2 separate regions of the Salvelinus alpinus genome follow, and region 2 is linked to region 1. Evidence: chromatin contacts called from public Hi-C data. All regions are on one chromosome and are shown on one strand. The core of a region is the stretch at or near the end of the contact, and the rest is flanking DNA. Distances in the headings are between cores, read along the strand shown.

Region 1 (4,986 bases), core at 2,144-4,643:
GGCTTTTTTAATGGCGGTTTTGGAGCAGTGACTCCTTCCTTGCTGAGCGGCCTTTCAGCTTATGTCGATATAGGACTCGTTTTACTGTGGATATAGATACTTTTGTAACTGTTTCCTCCAGCATCTACACAAGATCCTTCGCTGTTCTGGGATCGATTTGCACTTCTCGCACCAAAGTACGTTTATCTCTAGGAGAGATGTCTCCTTCCTGAGCGGTATGATGGCTGCGTGGTTCCATGGTTTTTACTTGCATACTATTGTTTGTACAGATTAACATGGTACCTTCAACTGTTTGGAAATTTCTCCCAAGGATGAACCAGACTTGTGGAGGTCTACAATTTTATTTCTGAGGTCTTGGCTGATTTCTTTTGATTTTCCCATGATGTCAAGCAAAGAGGCACTGAGTTTGAAGGTATGCCTTGAAATACATCCACAGGTACACCTCCAATTGACTCAAAATATGTCAATTAGCCTATCAGAAGCTTTAAAAGCCATGACATTTTCTGGAATTTTCCAAGCTGTTTAAAGGTACAGTCAGCTTAGTGTATGTAAACTTCTGACCCACTGGAATTGTGATACAGTGAATTATAAGTGAAAACATTTGTCTAAACAATTGTTGGAAAATAACTTGTCATGCACAAATGATATGTCCTAAACGACTTGCCAAAACTATAGTTTATTAACAAGACATTTGTGGAGTGGTTGAAAAACAAGTTAATGACTCCAACCTAAGTGTACGTAAACTTCCAACTTCAACTGTATGCCTAACTTCTTATCCAACCAATCTCTCAATGCAAAGAGCACCACCTCTGAGGCTCCGTCATAACAGTTGTGCAAAATGATAAAGGTCGGCTCAGCTCGACTTATGCACGCGGAGGAATTCATGACATTGATAATCACATTGATTGTGAATGCAAGGAGGATAATGAACGGATTATAGGATAGGCCTAATTCATAAACGCTGTGAGGATAATTAGAAACAGTGACACTACCCTCTTGGAGTTGCGTCAACTGCCTTTTCAATGATGCCAGCTTGTCTTGGTACATCCTGAAACCAAATAAAACATGATTATCACAACCAACTACTAAATCTGTAAATGTAGTCCTTCAAGATCAGGCTACATTTTGAACATTCCTTTTGATCCATGTCAACATATATTCTATCCAGTGTAACCGTGCAATTGGTGGACAACACTCACTGTTCTTTGATTTCCACATAGTCATCCTCATCATGTTTCGCCAGGTCAGTTTCACTGGCATCTTCTGTGTCTGAAAGAGGGAGAAAAAAAAGGGGGGGAAAATGGCGGACGTCAGTAAGTAGGCTAACAGTTCACCAATATCATATGACATCGGGCCTATGCCAAGAAAACATTCAGAACAATTTGTTCAATAGCAAGTCAATGAAATTTCTACTTTTAGGAAAGCTGGAAACAGTAGTAGGATAGATGTAGCTACTCAGTCAAGTTACCTTTATTTGGATCCCCAATGAGTGCGTTACCAGCCATTTCCCTTTAGACTTTTACAAAAATAAACTAACAAAGTAAAACAAGGTCGTCTGATAAATGCGAAATGTTATGTCGTAGGCTAAAGTAGCCACACGCAAGACGGCAAGATAGCCAACTAAGCGTTCAGCTAACAGGCTTGCTCATTTCTATCAAAAAGTTAGCAATTAAATGTTAGACATAATTGCACAGACCGGGCAGTGACTCCAGATTAGTAAACAGTCGTTTCTTATTTGATCAGCCAGCTAATTCTCAACAAAAGGGTTTACATTGAGTGCCTAACATTTGTCCCGTTGCTAACGCGTAGCAAATTGATGAAGCCAAATACGAGAGCGATTTGTCAAGCTAGCCAATTTAGCTATTAGCAACGGCTAATTCAAGACTTGGCAATTGAACTGGTTTTAAATTTTGTTAGATAGATGCAATCTCTGCGTGGCCTGCATGAGAATACGTAGTTAGGTACCTATTTTAGATACCCGACTAGCTCGCTAGCTACTGAGTTTGCCAGCGCAAAGCCAAAGCAGGTTTGCCGGTGACCTGTCAGCTGATGGTAGCTAACGTTAGCTAGCGGCGTAACGTTATCGCTTGCTAGCTAGTTACAACACCAGTGAATGGCCGACTTAGCATTGACAATACTAACACAACTCTCCATCAAATATAGTTAACATGAGTAAGGGTCATTGCTTAATCTGTAGCTATACCCAAAGTTAACAGCACAAATGCAACGTGACATTTGGAATTAGCCTGCATCTGCGCCCGACCGATTTTGGTGGGCCTTAAAACCTAACTAATTTAGCTATCCCAACCAACCACCTTCATCGGCATCTACGCACGTACCCAATGAAATGGCTGGCCTCAAAGTTAACTGGACATGTAAGGAGAGCTGAAATTACAAAATCAAATATAGTTTCTTATACTTCACACCAACAGTGGCAAGACGGTGTCAGAAAAGGCCAATCACTGAAATCATATTGGTGGTAAAGCAAATGAGTCTTTCTTGCCACCTGTCAACGATTAGAAATGTTTTACTGAGATTGACTGCCTGCCTGTTACGAACTTAACTCCAGAATCGAGACTCCAAGTCCAATGCACGGTTACTAAGACCACTTGCTCTCTCTTCTATATACTACGTTAGCGCTGTCTGTCCACCACTTGACAACGTTTCGCTGTAGAAAAGTAAAGCCGGGCTTCACCGCTAAACATGAAAGTTGAAAAAGATATGAACTCCTCCCCCATCTACACTAACAGGTAGCTTGCTTGCCAGGGGCGTATTCATTACACCAAAACGAAAAGGGGAGGGACCTACCTGAATTTGCCCAATAGAAACTCTCGTTTTAACTGTTTGGACTCATGATTACACTCCAGCTAAATAACCCGTTAGCGAACAACTAGCTAGCGTCCGCGTCGTGGTGTACGATCCCCACGGATTATAGAAGCCTGTGTTGTTAATTCAACGATGGCTAGCTAGCGTTAGTTACCCAAGCTAGCGCAATTTTTACAGTTCAATGGGGATGGGTTCATTCTAAAAAATAAAATAAAAATGTGCAAAGGTCACACTAGTTTTAGGAGACTATTTGAGAAAACTAACGTTAACGTTTATTAGCAAATATCACAAGAGTTAGAGCTAGCTAACAAATGTGCTACATTGGCGAACCTACCTTCTTCCGAGTCTCTTCCCCTGAAGCTTCGATCATCGTCGTCGTCCACACTATCAAGTTCTTCTTCATCATTGTAATAATCTACCATCGGTGATAGTAAAGTAGAAGCCATTTGATGGCAAGTAAAAATGTAAACAAACGTTAGATAAACAATCGATTTGGAATTTGCAGTTCAGAACAAAACAGCGCCTACATCTGTTAAGACCCCATGATAAGTAAGATGGCCGTTATTGCGCCTGACCAAAATATTGAAAACAAAACTGTAGAGATTATTTTTAAGAGTAATTTTATCACATCTTTGTGTCATGCATATACCAATGTAACAGTATAAATTAAATAGCCTTTTTCCATGAAACAGGGTTAGTTACCAGTATCTTCGCTATATTTGGGCAGTCTAATTAGGCATTTCGAGGTCAGCCCTTGTGCAGAGCAAAAGATTTTCATCGATTTGTATCAAATAAATTTGCAATTAAATGCTATACAGAATTGCACATGCCGGACATCCATCCATTCACTCCATATTAGTAAACCGTCGTTTCTTATTTGACCAGTCAGCTAATTCCCAGCAGCAAACGGTTTACATCGAGTGCCAACATTTGCCACATGTTGATTTGCTAGCCCCGATCTTTGCGATTTTGTTATGAATTGACCCTGCGCTGGGTCAATCATAACACAATGGCTATCGGGGTAAAGTGCGTGTCTTGAAAGTATTTACGTCCCTCACGTTCACATAACTGTATAGACACTAAAATATGAATATCCCTAAACCTGGGTATTCGAAATAGTTGCCGAGTAGGGTTGTTCGTTTTTTGCGGTCATCACACATACACCGACATTTACCTTGACAAAACCATAGGGACCCCAAACACAGAATATCCATTATATTGAACAGATAATCTAGGTCTATCAACAAAAAAAGCACTAAAAACCTGCCCAAAGCGCGGAAAACAAGACCATATTTTTTCCCACAGCAAGAGATGAGTTGCCATATTTATACTATAAACCATTTTCCATATCGTTAGAGCCAATTAATAAGGAATATCGTAGTAATTTGTAATGACGGTATAAGCAAACTATTGCGAGCTGTCATAACGCAAAGGCTTTTCAATATGTCGCAAAATAAAATAATTTGCCTTTACACACTTTTCTATCAATGGATGTCGATTTAACTCGTATGACTGCTATGATTAAGCAATAAGGCACAAAGTATGGTACAGTGCTTTCAGAAAGTATTCAGAACCCTTGACTTTTTCAATTTTTTTACGATACAGCCTTATTCTAAAATGGTTGAAAAATCTACACGCAATACCCCATAATGACAAAGCAAAAACAGGTTGTCATTTTGGATTTAAAAGAATTTGTTTTAATGTAAAACTGAAATATCACATTTACATGAGTATTCAGACCCTTTACTCAGTACTTTGTTGAAGCACTCCCGAGTGCTGGTGCAGCGGTCTAAGACACTGCATCTCAGGGTCTAAGACACTGCATCTCAGTGCAAGAGGTGCCACTACAGTCCCTGGTTTGAATCCAGGCTGTATCACATCTGGCCCTGATTGGGAGTCCCATAGGGCGGCGCACAATTGGCCCAATTGTCCGGGTTTGGCTGGGGTAGGCTGTCATTGTAAATAAGAATTTGTTCTTAACTGACTTGCCTAGTTAAATAAAGGTTATAATAAAAGAAAAGCACATTTGGCAGCAATTACAGCCTTGAGTCTTCTTGGTCCTCTTCTCCTTCTCCCGACGACGTTCGTTACAGAATCACCCACCAAAGGACCAAGCAGCGTGGGAAAATGGACTCCTGGACATGGGAGGAAATTTTGGAC
Region 2 (5,498 bases), core at 67-2,566, 170 kb after region 1:
GCATAATCGTGAGCACGTGCTGTAAACCCTACAACTCCGAATTATATTCGACTCTATGCAAGCTAACTCCACAGATAGAACAATGAGATATTTTACCGGATGTTTGAATGTGAAGCATCCGCTTGGCGTTTCCGCTCACTACCAAATATGTAGTGAGAAGAAGCACACTGGCCGGAGAAGATGGAACGATATGGATTTTGGGTGACATTCTGCGCATTTTCTCAACGATTAAACATTTGTCCCCAAAACTATAATATGTTATGAACAGAGTGGACTAAGTTTTGTAGACTTTACCCTTTCCAAAAGTATTTGTGTGTGAGATATATTTATTTTCTAATCGCTTTTAGGAGTGCAAAGGCGAATTCAGTTATTGCACAGGCGGATCTCAGATAGGCGGCGCAGATACAGGCTGGAACGCGCCAATAGGATCTCGCTAGCTCATGTTTGGCTCTGCCCACGTCCTTGTTCTGCCCACTATGACTCGTTTGGTCCCATTGGAAACGACAGGCATGGTCTATCTTGGTTTAGTTATTTAAAAAAAGATCCGCTAACTCGTTAGTTATTATGTCAAAGATGAACGCTGATGCAACGGCGAGTAACTCATTCTTACAGTGTACACCACAGTGTTGGAGAACGGTCAGCAACTAAAGAATATAAACCAAACACGATTAGTTGTTTTGTTGACTGATCATGGGGATAGAGATGACTTTTTAATGGAGTCGGCATAAACAAATCTAGGGCATTGCTCACAGAACACAATTGTAAAATAAACGAGTGTGGCACAAACAAAAAGGCGTTGTAGTTTCTGCAGTTATCACAGCTACACAATGTTAATTTCTGAATATTCCTTTTGTTTATTTGCTTGTTCTGCCCACTTTGACTCGTTTGGTCCCGTTGGAAAAGATAGGCATGGTCTATCTTGGTTTAGTTCTAAAATAAATATTCGTTAAGTCGTTAGCGTTCAGCTTTGACAGTACCTGTGTTGGCGTGAGCACTTTGCCCAACTCGTCGATTTCAAGAGAGCCATACTTGACATGGAGGGTCTGTGCAGGCTTCTCATCCACCTCTGTTAGTGCAAGATTCCCTGTCCACTGGCTTAAATCTACCGGCATTTTGACTGATTCCGGAGAGCTGAAAACAGGACCTTCTTTGACTTATACTGCACAAAAACACAAGGGGGCAGGCACAGGCAGGGCCCGGAGTCCGGACTATGCATTGCGTTTAGGCCAATCACAGTACGTCTAGCTCTACAGTTAGCACTTGTGATTGGCCTAAGGTTCTGTCAATCCCTCACTTTACTGCCCAATGACCCGAATTTGTCTTTCTAGAATGTTCTTTTCATTACCAAGGCCCACTCCTACTCGAATTGTCACGTTTTGCTGATAAAGCTACATTGTGTCTTTAAGATTAAAAAAATATATATATAAATTACCTACATTTCAGACACTTTTGTGTTAGTTTTCCCTGAGTTAGATATCACTATAGAGAAAGAGATAATAGGCTGTCTGTCACCTTCTCAGTGAACTTGGGTAACACGCTTCGTCGATCAGCGCGGTGACAGCGGTATCAACTGTCAATAAACTAGAAATCCCCTGCTGCACCTTTAAGAAGGTAAGTGTTGGGTGTGGTTTGAAGTTTCCGGATAAACACGCGCGAGTAAACAGCCAGGTAGCCAAATGGCTGAAAAATTATAGCATGTGGCAGTTCCATGGAGAAGAAAAATATTGAATTATAGTGGCTCATAATTCCTATATTAATTACTCTAACCAGTGTTATGTAAACCAGGTGTAGAGGTGTCACCGCATGCACAACAGGTAGTCAGACAGAGGTTGGCAACCAAAGCATTTGTCTAACTATAAATCAGAGTATATATGCTATACAGTAGGAGGAATAATTATGAATGCCTTCGCAGTTGCAATTTTTCTTCAGGTCATGCATCAGACCGGTGAGTGTCCACTTGTGACATGTTTATGAAACATAATCCATTGTTTTTAGCCTATACAGTGAAATTAGTTATATATTAGGTCTGACGTTTTGATCTATGTAGCCTACTGTTCACTTTTATAGCCTATTTGTTGAATCGTGTCTCTTGTCTTAAATTATCGTGCTCATTGTTTTTATGAAAGTTGCAGCAAATGGGCGCTCAGATGAAACTGCTGTAGCTGGAACACTGGGAGAGAATATTATACTTCCGTGTTGGAACACTGCGACCAATGTGACCCCCTCATTCACGCGATGGATGAAGAATGGACAGTTTACCATTGAACGCAATCATTCCATTATAATTCCAATATCCTCAAGTGAAGGGCACCTGACCATACTGTACAATCAAAGCTTGTACATCAACGGAGTAAATCTATCAGATGAGGGGACATATCTCTGTGATTCTTTACCCCATGAGAACAAAACTCAAACAAGTCTCACATTGCAAATAGTCAGTAAGTATCTGTGTTCTATCATAACAATGTGTGTTGATGTCCTTCATATAATGACTTGCAGATACTGTACTGGTATCTTGGTCAGTTGCCCTAGATACTATTTTGAACAATTATTGCCTTGAAACTGGTTATTCCGGATGATTTGGTGCTGGGGCTGGTTTCATAGCACATGCTGTAGTAGCCTATGTGTCTTGTAGGCATTTGAACTATCATGATCAGAGGGGTTCCTTGACCATTATGTAGTATATGATGGATGGATGGTATGGGACTGTATATTTTTACAAACGTTGTGTATGTTATGGAATCAGTCCACATTGCTCAATAATGAAAGATGGGTGCCTTTGGTTGTAACAAGGCTTGATTGTTGTATGCTGTGAGGACTGTTTTCAAGTGGAAAGTGTCTGCCTTCTTTGGCAACACTATTGTAAAGTATCTCATGTTTACTTCTTGCAGGTGGTCCTGACAATAGCATCATAGACATCCAGCCAGCCACGCCTCTTTCCAACGGAACTCTCTTTGTTGTCAGGGGTTCCACGGTGTCATTCAACTGCTCCAGCTTGTCCTACCCCTCCCAGAGCCTGTCCTGGGGGTTTCAGGGTGTGGCGTCCAGTAACGACTCTCTGGCGGTGGGCAGTGGGTCATGGCTGGACTTCAGGATAGAGGATGTTCAGCCCACAGCTCAGGGGAACTACAGCTGCAGAGCCCAGAACTCAATCTCCCAGAAGGCTGCTGGCTGGAGCACAGAGCTGCTTGTATACTGTAGGTGACTATAAGGGAAACAGACTTAATGGTCTCTGATAGTGGTTGCTCGGGGATTGGTGACAATTTGAATATCGGTATATATCCGAAGCTCTTAATAGATACCTATCAGATACAGTGGCCAGTGGTGCTTGTTCAAATGACTTGTGTACATATCTTATTGTTGTGTAATAACCCAAATACCTCATCAATTCTATACTGTAAAGAGCATCCATCTTTCTCCTTTAGATTCCCCAGAGAGGCACCCAGAGTGCGTGTGGAATGCAGGGAAGGATCCGTCCCATGTCCAGTTCAGCTGTAGCTGGTTTGGAGGCTACCCCTCTCCCACGTTATTCTGGGGGGAGAAGCATCAGAACTCAGGGTGCCATGGGAAGCAGGTGTTTGTTTTGGTGGGGTTAAAACACAATTTAATTGGATACCATGCTTTTAAAATAAGTTCGTTTTTTTGTGTGTGTGTGTTATCCTCAATTATTTCCTTTGTGGTTCTCTTAGGTGGCTGGACAACTGATGGAGTCGGAGGAGACCGATAATCTGGTGGTGAATCTGAACAGGTCGTTGTTGTTCGATGGGCAGATGCTGAAGTGTAATGGGCATCACCCTACGATCAGTCCAGGAGAGGAGAAGTTCTGCTCCTTCACCCTGAGTAAGTGAGAGATGACTGCAAACGTAGAGTGCGTCCTGAATGGAACACTTCCCTATATAGTGCACTACTTTTGAACAGGACCCATAGGTAAATAAGTGTACTATATAGGCAATAGGGTGCCATTTGGGACGCATTTGGGACGCACCCCAGCCAACATCTGATATGCCTTTTGTTTGCATTCAGCTTTATGGTTTCTATATTGCAACTGTACATAGATGCATCGAAACGTGTCAATATCAGTTCTGCATTCAATTGTGCAACTGACTAGGTATCCCCCTTTCAGTTGTGCAACTGACTAGGTATCCCCCTTTCAGTTGTGCAACTGACTAGGTATCTCCCTTTCTCTTTCAGTTGTGCAAATGACTAGGTATCCCCCTTTCCTTTCAGTTGTACAACTGACTAGGTATCCCCCTTTCTCTTTCAGTTGTACAACTGACTAGGTATCCCCCTTTCTCTTTCAGTTGTACAACTGACTAGGTATCCCCCTTTCCCTTTCAGTTGTGCAACTGACTAGGTATCCCCCTTTCCTTTCAGTTGTGCAACTGACTAGGTATCCCCCTTTCCCTTTCAGTTGTGCAACTGACTAGGTATCCCCCTTTCCTTTCAGTTGTGCAACTGACTAGGTATCCCCCTTTCCCTTTCAGTTGTGCAACTGACTAGGTATCCCCCTTTCCTTTCAGTTGTGCAACTGACTAGGTATCCCCCTTTCCCTTTCAGTTGTGCAACTGACTAGGTATCCCCCTTTCCTTTCAGTTGTACAACTGTCTAGGTATCCCCCTTTCCTTTCAGTTGTACAACTGACTAGGTATCCCCCTTTCCCTTTCAGTTGTGCAACTGACTAGGTATCCCCCTTTCCTTTCAGTTGTACAACTGACTAGGTATCCCCTTTCAGTTCAGGGTGCTTTATTGGGACACCCTACCATTGGCCAATTTATTGATATGATGATGTTGGGTAATTAATAAAAGAGACATCTCATCTGTCTCTTATTTACTTTCAGCTTTAAACCAACTGAATGGTTTCCACAACTGTACAAAGCTCATAGAATATTAGTAATGTGTGAAACACCCAGTGGCTGTGGCACACCTGGTCTGATTCCAAAAGAAACCTGCAAAGGAGGGAGCTGTCTTTGTGATTCCAGAAAGGCGAGATATTTTGAAGTCATTTATCAGTGTTTCTGAGCACCAGGCAAGATGACTCAAACAATGAGGAAGAACAAAAATAATGTGTTACCTACACCTCTTAACAGGCTATACTTTTCCCATGTCACACCCAACGCAGTTTGTGTGATTGTGTGCATACCTGTATAGAAGGATATCTAGCTAGATGTGTATCTATCACTAACCCAGTCTAAACCCCTGTCTCCCTCCTCATCCCCTAGAGTCCCCCTATCCTGAAGGGGAACCACTAGTCACAGCGGTAGAAGGAACCAACGTGACATTAATATGTACAGAGTCCAGCTCCCTGCCTCCAGCCCTCACCAGCTGGCAGAGGACAGCCCAGCAGGAGGACGTGGTCTCCAGCCCTAAGTACGTCCTGTCAGAGCAGGGCCCCACCTTCACCCTCACTATAGTCAACATCACCAAGCAGGACGAGGGCTTCTACTTCTGCAGGAGCGAGAACCCACTGATGGTCCGCGAGTTGGAGATCTATTTAACAG

The links. Hi-C and Micro-C count contacts between places; a contact is called where the count stands out from the background.
Region 2: a contact with region 1 is called in a Hi-C map of muscle, with 6 times the contacts expected there. The contact joins the promoter of pebp1 here to the promoter of LOC139545005 in region 1. A contact is called at or near these places in 2 of 3 Hi-C or Micro-C datasets (muscle and red muscle).

The regions. Positions count from the first base shown.
Region 1 is chr19:10,994,509-10,999,494 of SLU_Salpinus.1, forward strand. LOC139545005 (sin3 histone deacetylase corepressor complex component SDS3-like) reads right to left here and starts at 3,394. Exons shown (of 11, transcript XM_071352311.1): 1 at 3,161-3,394; 2 at 1,200-1,269; 3 at 993-1,048. The coding sequence starts at 3,272.
Region 2 is chr19:11,166,689-11,172,186 of SLU_Salpinus.1, forward strand. pebp1 (phosphatidylethanolamine binding protein 1) reads right to left here and starts at 1,317. Exons shown (of 4, transcript XM_071352347.1): 1 at 978-1,317. The coding sequence starts at 1,112. It overlaps LOC139545020 (V-set and immunoglobulin domain-containing protein 10-like), which reads left to right and starts at 1,475. Exons shown (of 9, transcript XM_071352344.1): 1 at 1,475-1,611; 2 at 2,127-2,438; 3 at 2,892-3,197; 4 at 3,426-3,586; 5 at 3,690-3,840; 6 at 5,220-5,498. The coding sequence starts at 2,240.